2 separate regions of the Mus musculus genome follow, and region 1 is linked to region 2. Evidence: chromatin contacts called from public HiCAR-type data. All regions are on one chromosome and are shown on one strand. The core of a region is the stretch at or near the end of the contact, and the rest is flanking DNA. Distances in the headings are between cores, read along the strand shown.

Region 1 (5,374 bases), core at 2,335-4,834, 640 kb before region 2:
TAAAAAGATTATTTATATAAATGTTAGTTATATGTAAATGTTATATGGATGAAAGTATAATAAAATATATGATGCTGGAAATTATTTTTTGTAATTGTGATATTATGCATTATCTGTAATTTCCTATGGATGCTAAGCTCACATATACTAACATTTTTGCATATGTTCACGACTGAGGTAAGGCTTCCTTTGAAAGTATAAAAATAAAATTATTTAACAATTTTTCATGGATCACCTAAGTTAGAATCATAACTCTGCTCATAAATAAGGCTTTACCCTAATTATGGTCTAATGTTGTCATTTAAATTTTCTAAATAAACTTAAAATTTTTTATTTTGTAAAACAATAAAGCAGGAATATTCATTTTATGATTTTGATGTCATCAAATAAGGATATTATGCAAGGCTTTAGGGGGTTTAAATGTTGACTAATTTTATTCTTTCATTTGTTAAAGAAATAAAAGCATATTGGAATTAACACTCATTCACTGACAAATTCATCTGATTTTTCATTTTTCTTGATTTGTTTTCTTTGAGACATGAAGAGAAGATAGTGGAAGACAGACAATGAAGAAATGGGGACATGCCAAAGATCACAAGAGAAGATCTAAAGAAGAGCAACCAATGAAAGCTAACTCCTTTGTTTTATTTTTCATTGTCTAATTGAGATAAAATATTAATATGAAATGCACATGTTCAGTTTCGTTACCATTGTGTGGACTGATGGTTTTCTTGTGTTTGTATAGAGCTGGGTACATACTACCCTGACCAACCCGTAGTTTCTATGATGTTCTAGTCCACCATGTGACTCTTACTACCTCCATCAGCAACTACTATTCTGACCTCAATATCATGGACTGTATTTGTGCATTGTTGACATTTATGCAATAAGTAGTGGTGTGTATTTGTTGGCTTTTAGGGCTGGCTTTTGTTAACTGGAGAATGCCTATGCTACTTTTCCATATTCCTGACTGGTCTCAGTGGTCCACTGCTTCTGGTTGTGTATAGAAAGCCTCATTTACTTCTCTCTTTGATTCCATGTTGTTCAGAATCCTATTAATCCAACTAATCATTTGTACTGTGAAAGATGCTACAAATGTTATGACAGTTGCCCTCTTAAATAAAGTTCATAGTTTTCAAAATGCTAAATACTCTGTATTTCCAAATGCAAGAATAGTATGCTTTCATTTCTGTGTGCATCCTTTCTTTTTCCAGATCTGAGATACAGGAAAATGTAAATAATGCATTATGTGAAATGATATAATATGAAAGTGGGCTTGGCTTAAATTTTTTTCATTTCTGCCATCACCACTGAGCAATTGCCCAAAAGGCCAAATAAGTAATGATCATTCTTAGTTAAAGAAAAATCAATCCAGGTCTTACCTTTGCAGTCAAACAGCAGAAAGTCATTTGAGAATATCACGTGCCCCTCTCTGGGAACTCATGAGTGGAACCCTGGTTCCACTGTGTTATAGATTGTTCTGCTTGTAGAAGCGCCGAGAGGCTGGGATCTGTTTGCAATTACCAAATCAAAATGCAATTAACTAGTCACTGGGAACAAACAATGATGTCTTTAAATGCCCTTTGGAAATGTTAAGCTGGCACTAGGGATCCGGTTCCCATGGTTCGGATGTTTTCACTTATGAGCCTCCCTGAGAAATATTATTCTGAGGACCATGAGCTGGTTTGTCTGGGGAGGGAAGAGGAAGAGAGGGAGATATGTGTCATGGATCTAGGTACTGAGGCTTTTTTTTTTAATCTTTCTTAGAACACTTCAAAGGAAACTTTCCCTGTTTTCTTCATTCTTTTGTTCTGATATCACCTATAACATATTAAATGCATTTCAAACTAGGTATTGAATTTTGCTTCCACGTGATCATTTTTCCTTACAGCATTCTTAAAAGAAGTGTTTCTGATATGGCTGAGATGTGCAATTCTGGATTTTGTTAAGAAAGAAAGAAAGAAAGAAAGAAAGAGAGAGAGAGAGAGAGAGAGAGAGAGAGAGAGAGAGAGAGAGAGAGAGAGAGAGAGAGAGAAAGAAAGAAACATACGTCTTTATGCCGTCTTTCCTTTCACTTTGCCAAAAGATTTCTCTAGCATATGATTTTCTAAATATTAATCTAACTTTGATTAGATACTTGCTATATCTCCCAAATTAATCTTTAATCAAGTTTTGTTAAAAGCTTTTAGAAGAAAATAAAAAGTAATGAGTACTTCTGTAACAGAAATATATTCCATTTTATTGTCTTCATACTTGCCCGTTATAAAAGGGTATCATACGTTGGGATTCTCTTTGTATGCTTTTATATTTTTACGAACTTTGTACTTCTTTACCTACTGCTGTGCTGGGTGTCAAAGTAGCAATGGAATTACCAAAACTAGGGCAGAAACAAAATGCAATTGAATTTAGGATAATCCATGTGCTTTCTCAGGCTAATATTCAACTTACTAACAGGAGTCTATGCTGGAGATCAGAGACGTGTCTATAAACTAAAGAATCCCTCTTCATTTGGTCAACATCTCAGGCCTGTGCTCACTTCGGAGCATTAAATACTTTATGGAAACTGAAGTTAGAAATAACAATTCCCCAAAGAATGCTTTCTCCAGCAGCATAAGCTTACTACAGGCTCTCTCTTCATGATTGTAGACAAGGATCCAAGTGAAAACGGTCAACATGTTATAAATGAAGACAAAATGCCATTAGATAAAATGCAGAGCCTCCTACCTTCATAAATACTCCTAGATAATAAGCTGGAAGGAGAGGCTTGATAGAGAACTCAGTGACCTCAGTGTTCCCTGCTACAGTGTAACTGCACTGGGGGAGATGGTCCAGTCTGAAGCCTACATTGTATTTCTCTTTCTACTCCCAGCTCCCTCCGTGTCAAGTCTGGAGGATACCTAGGAATTTCCACATGAATACCCTGATCCATTGGCCCATGCTGTATTTATAACCCTTGAAAACAGTGATCCTTATGAAATGGGTGCAAACAATGACTTGCTCTGGGGAAACCTCAAATTGGACTTTCAGAAAGGTCAGCTCAAGTTCTATAAGAACGCTCATGGATATTTTAGTAGTGCTTTCCAGGGTAACATGGCTGAAAGGCAGAAAGCATTCTTTCTGATCCATAGCAGCGTCACCCCAGTGTGGGGCATGCGTGCGGATGGGCCCTTCTTGTTGGGTTTAAGCTAATACAGAATAGCTGTTCACCATCATTCAGGAGGGGTGTTAGACATGTCTAAAAGTCTCTCCTTTAATTGTAGCAGATGCTGTACCAAATATTACAGATTCAAAACATGAGTAGGCTACCTCCCTTGAGTAAATTACACCCTTTTCAAAAGGCTACTTGAGAACGCAGCTATTAACACAGACAGTAGGGAGTTTCTTCCTCTCCCAGGACTGTTGGAATGTGAACTTTATCTTGAGATGAACTAATTGTTCCCATTTAAGGGCAGTCTGAAAGCCAGACTCTGCTCATCACTGCCACTGATTCATGTCCTTTGAGGGATGGACTTGATCCAGTAAACAGCTCTCCACCTAAGTCCTGCTTTAATTTTGGCCCACTGCCTGCTCCCCGCCCCCCTTTCCCCTGAATCCAGTTTCCTAATCACAAACTCCTGTGAGGAGTACCTCCCTCACCAACCATGGCCCAGATTAACCTGTCTGCAGTTGAGATTGCCCCACATCTTCACTTGCTGCAGTCTAACTGCTTAGTAGTTAGAGGAGAGCTACTCCCTAGCTGAGAGCAGGATGGGTGGGAAAGGTCACCAGGGTCTGGGGACTCTCTATGTACATCCTCGTAAGATATCCTGAATAACCAGACGTATTTGGAACCAGAACACTCTGAAGAACTACTACCCGTATCCTTTTAGCAAATTTAGCTCTTAATTTAAAAGCTCTGGAGCCCAATAATCAAATGTAATGAACTTTCTTTATTGAGGTCCTACTTAAGATATAAATATTTTAGGGTCAACTAGGTACAATTAAATGTAGTCTCACTGTTAACTGAAATGGAAAATTCATGAAATGGAAAGACCGAGATTACTACTGAAAAGAAAATAAAAATACAGACCTGGAAAAAAGATGGTCAGTAGTTTATAATATGATCATATAGTAACAACATGAAGTTTAAGTTTTATAGTATTACTTTCATAGAAATTATCTTTTAAAAAGAATTGGAAATTATAGAGTTATATCTCTGTTTGTCTCCAAGATTACGTGCTTCTGAGGTCATATATGCAGTGGGTTCAAGCTCAGGTTTTCTCAGGCAGAATTCTGTTAATCTTCTACCTACATGGGTTTGCTGAGTTAATGTTTAATGTTATTCCTTCAGTTTTCACAGAAGGATGATAAAGACACGTGCACATAGAGAATGATTTACAAGACTATAAAGAAAGTAATTTTCTATAAATTCTTGTAATTCATGTGATGTCTCTTTAGTAATTCATTCATTCTTTCTAGAGTTCATTGACTGAAAAAAAGATTACTTTTGCTTTTATATATATGTTTCTGTGTATGTGTGTTTACATATACATCCCTCTATATATACACATATATATGTAGATAGATAGATTTTAACTGTGTATCTATCAAGTCTCTCCACTATTTTGGCTATAGGAAAACTCAGGTATAATGTAAGCACATCATTTCATTAATGGATTTATTACCTATGCAAAGTAAGTGCGTCATCTCGTTAATAGATAGACCTATTAGCTTGAAAAAGCAATCTCATTTTTCTGTACACTTCATCACTATTACACACACACACACACACACACAATCTAATTTCAAAGTCTAGACTCTAATTTCTTCTTTTTATTCATAGGGTGATTTCCTGTACCACTTAAAATCACTTGGAAAATGACAACATATAAAAAAATAGCACCCTCCTCTCTAGATCATATTATGCCTTGGACACAGAATACAACACATAGTTGATGGCTTTTGGGTGTTCACCAGGACCATGTTTACTTGAGTGGTGAGGCTTACAGGGGGATATTCATTGTCCCTGGTAACAACTATATAGTTCAATACATGAGAGCAGATTGAAGTGTGAGAACCTCATTTCTGGGGTTTTGGAATTCTCTGCTGCTGACTCTGAGAATTCTATTAGGTGGGGTATGAAAAGGCCAATATGGTAGGGGAGGGTATGCTAGTAATGTTTCATTTTTTGTAAAACAATTTAGTTTTACAACCAATCATACTAAATTATAATATTTACCAGCCAAATAGATACGGGAATTACATGAATCTGCTGTTATGGAACTGAAGAGAAGAATATTATATTCTGGTGAAAATAGAATTCAGAAAAGAAGCTGCAGTGAATGGGTAGGCATGGATACTGGAACCTTGGGGGAGCTTTGATCTAAAGCACCTT
Region 2 (5,328 bases), core at 15-2,514:
GAACAGGGATTTAGTGTGGTCCACTCTCCCTATAGCCTCTGTCTAGTGCAATGTACAATAGATGATCAGTGAATATTTTAATTATTTCAATGTGTCATTACAACTATACAAAAGCAGTAATATATAAAAAAGTATATGATATAATTTATTGATTTGCCTCAGTGACATTTTTCTAGAATAAACCATTTACTCTCTGTAAATCAAACTTGAAAGACTGAGTGTGAGCACATCTTATGTATAAGCCCCAGCAGGGCAAGGCTGTGGTTGAAATCTTTACATTGAAAGTTTCAAGATAAACACTTCCTCCTTCAGCCTATGTGAATGGTAGTTTCTTTCCTCTGTCATCCTGTCCTGGTCATTGTTTATGATTTCAACTAAGCCACCTGGTTGGGGTCTTAGGCTTCTGTCCCTCTCTTGGCTCCCTTCTCTGTCATCTTAGACTGTGTGCTCTTGAGTTGTTGCACCCAAACAGAAGTTCATGCCCCAAATGCCCACACTGTGAACAAAGCCCAGTTGTGACAAGGATGTTTTAAAGTTTTTATCTCTTCTTCAATAACCTCTATACTGCTAAGTTCACTAGACATCCATGGTCTTCATCATATTTATACTGTAGTGGTGAGCAGGTGGAACACCAAAAGGTTAGTTAAGCTATACTGCCTTCTCACTTGATCACTTTGGCAGGCCTAAATTGACCTAACCCACAGTTTACTGATATAATCCAGCAGGATTATTTGAGTTGACCATTTATTTGGGGGGCCTAAAGTAAGCAACACAGCATCCACATCCTGTACCTCAGAGGTGCAGAGGGGTGTCTTGATTCAAAAGTTTCCTGTAGTTTTAATAGTGTGGCTGTTGCCCCCTGTGTGTAAGTTTCTCATGGAACTTCAGTATACAAAACAACAGCCAAGGAGATGCTGTGACTGGGGTAGGATGCCCCAGTTCTTCTTCCTTTGGGAACAAAATCTGGAAGGCATTGGTGTGATAATTATGAAAGCAGACTCTTGAGCCAAACTCAGTTCAAAACCCAATTCTGGTTGACCCTAGGAAAATGTCTTTTCCTTCCAAACTTCAGCTTTGTAATCTCTAAAATACAGCCAATAATTCCAGGTGGTTCCGAGGACTGGGTGAGTTGACCTGAGCAATAGTTGCCCTTGTGCCTGAATCAAGGATCTCTGCTGACACTTTTGTCTGAGTACAATACTGCCCTGGGGGAAGCAGGGATGAAGTGGAATGCCCCAGGGAGCACGCTGGTGACTAACCCCATTCCTGAGGATAGTGGAACAATCACTTTTTTTGTAAGCAGAGTTAAGTCCCTCCCTGTGTGACTAACCATGACTAACACAGAGAAGGGAGTTGGCCACCGTCTTAGAAGACACTGTTGGGAAGTTGACCATTCTGTGTTTACAGAAATTTTGCCATAGATAACCTCTGACCCTTGTAGATGCTATAGTATTTCATAAACTGGCAAGAATTTACAGATTTTTCAGGAAACAAATATCAGACTATAAGATACAACTAAATGAAATTTCTTAAAAATAGTTCTAAGTTGGCAAAATAAAATTGACGTTCTTAATGGTGTGGAAATAGCCTTTTCATAAGGCAGGTTGTATAATATATTGATAATATGTTGGCATGGGCAGAGATTTAGGACTTGATAAATGATGGGGAGTGAGAATGTGAACTGAAAGCTTATATTCATAACACACAAAAATGGTTCGTTTTTTTCTTGAATATATCTCTCTAGAAGAACTGTGAAACTTCTCCCTGTGCAATATCCAAAATGTCACTGAAAGTGGTCAAGTATGTAGCAATATACGGGAATTCTTGAAAGTGGCTTAAATGCAGTTCTGGTTTTACAAAGAGAGAAAAAGAGAGAGAGAGAGAGAGAGAGCCTTTTGTAACCTATTGCTTCATATAGTCCTCAAAGCAATGATCTTGCAAAAATGTGACTTGTGCTGCAAACTTTATGTGGGTCATAAAATACAAAAGGAGGAGGAAACTGATGAAAATTGAAAAGCTGTTGTTTTCTTTCCTTATATTTCACATGTCAGTATTTACTACTATAAATTTTTTTTCTGACTTACAGACCTCAGAGCTGGTTATGTGCACAGCCCTTGGCAGGATCCTGAGAAAGTAAAGGCCCTTAAATTTTGCATAAAACTCTTCTAAGGATTCTTTTACTTCACCATGCTCTCCTTAGTCCCTCTGAAGACTGATATCACTCTTAAGCATGGTGATAACACAAAGGCATGTGGCTTCAGATACTGTATGTGTGATTCTTTTTTAAAGTTTCCTCATTTAATATATCTGTGCTTTACATTTGTTTATTCTTTTGTAGAGCCAAGATTCAACTCTAGGACCAAATGTATGTAGGCAAGTTCTCCATCATTGAAGAAATACATGTAGCCGTAAGGATGTAAGGATGTGATTTTTGTCTCAGAATCCTTGATATCAAATATAAAGAGCCATGAATCCAGATCTGTAGTTTCTGTCTCTTGAGAAAAAGAGGTTCCTCCAGAACCATAGTCCCCATGTTTTATATTGTGGGTCATTCAGACATAATCTCTGATAAAGTTCCTAGTACAAAAAATCCTTATTATCTCTTTCTTTTGCTAGCTGTTTATAAACAACCAATACCTTTCTAGGTGCCTCCTGCCTTTATAGTATGTTTTCTTTTGGAAAACAACAGTAAAGTAAAACTGAAACCACAACCCTTTCCACTGTTAGGGACACCACATTCCTACTTGAGTACTTTCCAGTGGCATGAATGGCACCACCATATGGGTGGTTGTCCTAGTTTTATGAACTTCTAAGACCAGATGTTATACCTACCTCTGGCTTCCAGTCAATCTGCAAAGCATTTTATTTCTTCCCATGTGGCATTAATTCAACTCTCTCTCCTTCCACTCCCCTTCTCCTCTCCTTCATTCTTTTCTTCTTCCTTTCCCTTCCTCCCTCCCTCCTTTAACACTGATTTCCACATCACCAACATCCATAACAGGGTGGTTGGAAAGAGAGAACTTACTGCTGCATAAAGGAAACACCATTCCCTCATGCCTGGTGCCTGTATAACAATTACATTACACAGAATTGATGCCATGGCCTCCTGAAGCTCTTCAGCTACCTTTGCCACATTTCCAACCCTTTCTCCAACCTCAGAAAATTTAACATCTATGTTCTTTATGATATTTCTGCACCATTAAATACTCTAATCTCGAATTATCCCACAAAGCCTGCCATGATGTGATGTGACCTCCTTGGGGTGATATATTTTTCCATTCTCTTCATCACACTCCACCCAAACTTCTCACCTCTCTCTCTCTCTCTCTCTCTCTCTCTCTCTCTCTCTCTCTCTCTCTCTCTCTCTCTCTTTCTTATCTTCTTCTTCTTCTTCTTCTTCTTCTTCTTCTTTCCTTCTCCTTCTCCTTCTCCTTCTTTCTCCTTCTCCTCCTCCTCCTCCTCCTCCTCCTCCTCTTCCTCCTCCTTCTTTTTCTTCTTCTTCTTCTTCCTCCTTCCTTTCCTCCCTCCCTCTCTCTTGGTTCATTTCCTCTGTGTGTCCATCTGTCTGTGTGTCTGTCTGTCTCTGACTATTCTGTCTCTCTCTGTGTCTGTATCTGCTTGCCTGTCTGTTTCTTTTTGTGTGTCTATGTGTCCATGTGTTTGTGTGTCTGTCTGTATATATGTCTGTCTGACTGTGTATGTCTATCTATCTGTGTCTGTCTGTCTGACTATGTATGTCTATCTATCTGTGTCTGTCAGTGTCTGTCTCTGTGTCTGTGTCTGTCTGTCTGACTGTGTCTGTCTAAGTATGTGTCTGTCTTTATGTGTGTCTGTGTGTCTCTGTGTCTGTATGTATGTTTGTATCTGTATGTGTCTGTGTATGTATGTATGTATGTATGTATGTATGTATGTATGTATGTATCTCTATGTGCATGTGCCTTATCTCTCTGTCTCTGTCTTTCTCTGTCTCTGTCTCTAGCTCTCTGACTTTTTCTGTTTCTTCCCCTCCCTTCTTCCCTTCTGACACTGAATCCCTTTACATGAGCTCTTCTGCCTTCATGGTCCTTTTCATTACATTACCCTGCTCTCTGGATGATTCATCTGACAAGTGTCTCTAATTAAGTGTCACCTTTCCCAGGAAGTTTCCCTAGACACTTCTGATCTTAAGAAGGTATTGCTCTTAAGTCCTCTATCAAACTGTGTCTTATCAACCATGGTGCTTACTCTTCTGCAGCCTCATGTTTAGGTTTCTAGTTTCTCAGACTTCTAGCTCAAGAACTCAGCCTTTCTTTTCCTGTGTTCTATCCTATGAGCAAATCTTCCTGAATAAAGGAACGAAGGAATCAGACCAAAGGAAATATTTAAGGAAGATCAGTATGTACACACTACTGTAAGAGTCAGTGAAGGAGAAGTAATGGGCTAACCTCAGATCTAGATACTACATAACTTGTCTTTGTGATAAGAACTTTTCAATGAAATATTGGTATAATGAGAATTTTGGAATTTTTGGTTTATTTAAATAAATACATAGAAATGTTATTAGAAATTGATTTTTTTTCAGTCTCAGGTATGAAATATAGGCCTGTTTCACATTGTCCACTGCAACTGTGATTTGTCTCTTGCTCTAGTGAGGGTGTGATTTTGCCAGCTCCAGATAGTTTCTGCATATTTGGAATTATGGGAACTTTTGAGAGGGTATATAAATGCTAGGGATCCAAGACAGTTGTTGGGTTGGTGGTTGTTGATTGGTTGCTTTTGGTCTTAGTTTGTTAAGTAGTTGTTACAAAGAAGAAACATGAAGAGGAAGAAGGAGGAGGGGAAGGAGGAGGAGGAGGAGGAGGAGGAGGAGGAAGAAGAGAAGGAGAAGGAGAAGGAGAAGGAGAAGGAGAAGGAGGAGAAGGAGAAGGAGAAGGAGAAGGAGAAGAAGAAGAAGAAGAAGAAGAAGAAGAAGAAGAAGAAGAAGAAGAAGAAGAAGAAGAAGAAGAAGAAGAAGAAGAAGAAGAAGAAGAAAGAAATTAGATATCCTAATTGTGAAGATCAAACTTGTCTCAAGGAACTCAATGCCCCTAATTTGCAAAAAAATAGTCTAATGATAATGTTGCTCCCTTTCTGACTCCTGACTTTATTCAGGAATATTTCCTTTCTTTTCTAACTTTTTTCTCTTTTATCTAGTGTTTAGGGGGATTAAAGGGTAGAAAGAGGTTAGAGGAGGGTGGAAGGAAAAAGAACCCAAAAAGTAGAAGACAGCTACATAGTAGGGCTGGAAATCAGAACAGCGTTGATTGAAACTGGTTGTGACAAAAGTGTGCACAGAAAGCAAAGGAGGAC

What was found. HiCAR-type assays count read pairs that join an accessible place to other places.
Region 1: a contact with region 2 is called in a HiCAR-type map of fibro-adipogenic progenitors, with 3 times the contacts expected there. The contact joins two enhancer-like sites. A contact is called at or near these places in 1 of 484 Hi-C or Micro-C datasets (3T3-L1-derived adipocytes) and 1 of 115 datasets of contacts at active chromatin or transcription factors (fibro-adipogenic progenitors).

The regions. Positions count from the first base shown.
Region 1 is chr13:90,462,486-90,467,859 of GRCm38.p6, reverse strand. Gm35111 (a long non-coding RNA gene) reads left to right here. Exons shown (of 4, transcript XR_382721.2): 4 at 537-1,110. Among named protein-coding and RNA genes, the nearest start is that of Gm35111, 84 kb to the left of the region's middle. Within about 2 kb of position 3,584, at least 30 of the 459 cell types and tissues checked have an H3K27ac peak or open chromatin away from gene starts, as enhancers often do. A contact at or near this core is called in fibro-adipogenic progenitors, where this site is marked.
Region 2 is chr13:89,824,582-89,829,909 of GRCm38.p6, reverse strand. No RefSeq gene overlaps it. Among named protein-coding and RNA genes, the nearest start is that of Vcan, 85 kb to the right of the region's middle. Within about 2 kb of position 1,264, at least 75 of the 459 cell types and tissues checked have an H3K27ac peak or open chromatin away from gene starts, as enhancers often do. A contact at or near this core is called in fibro-adipogenic progenitors, where this site is marked.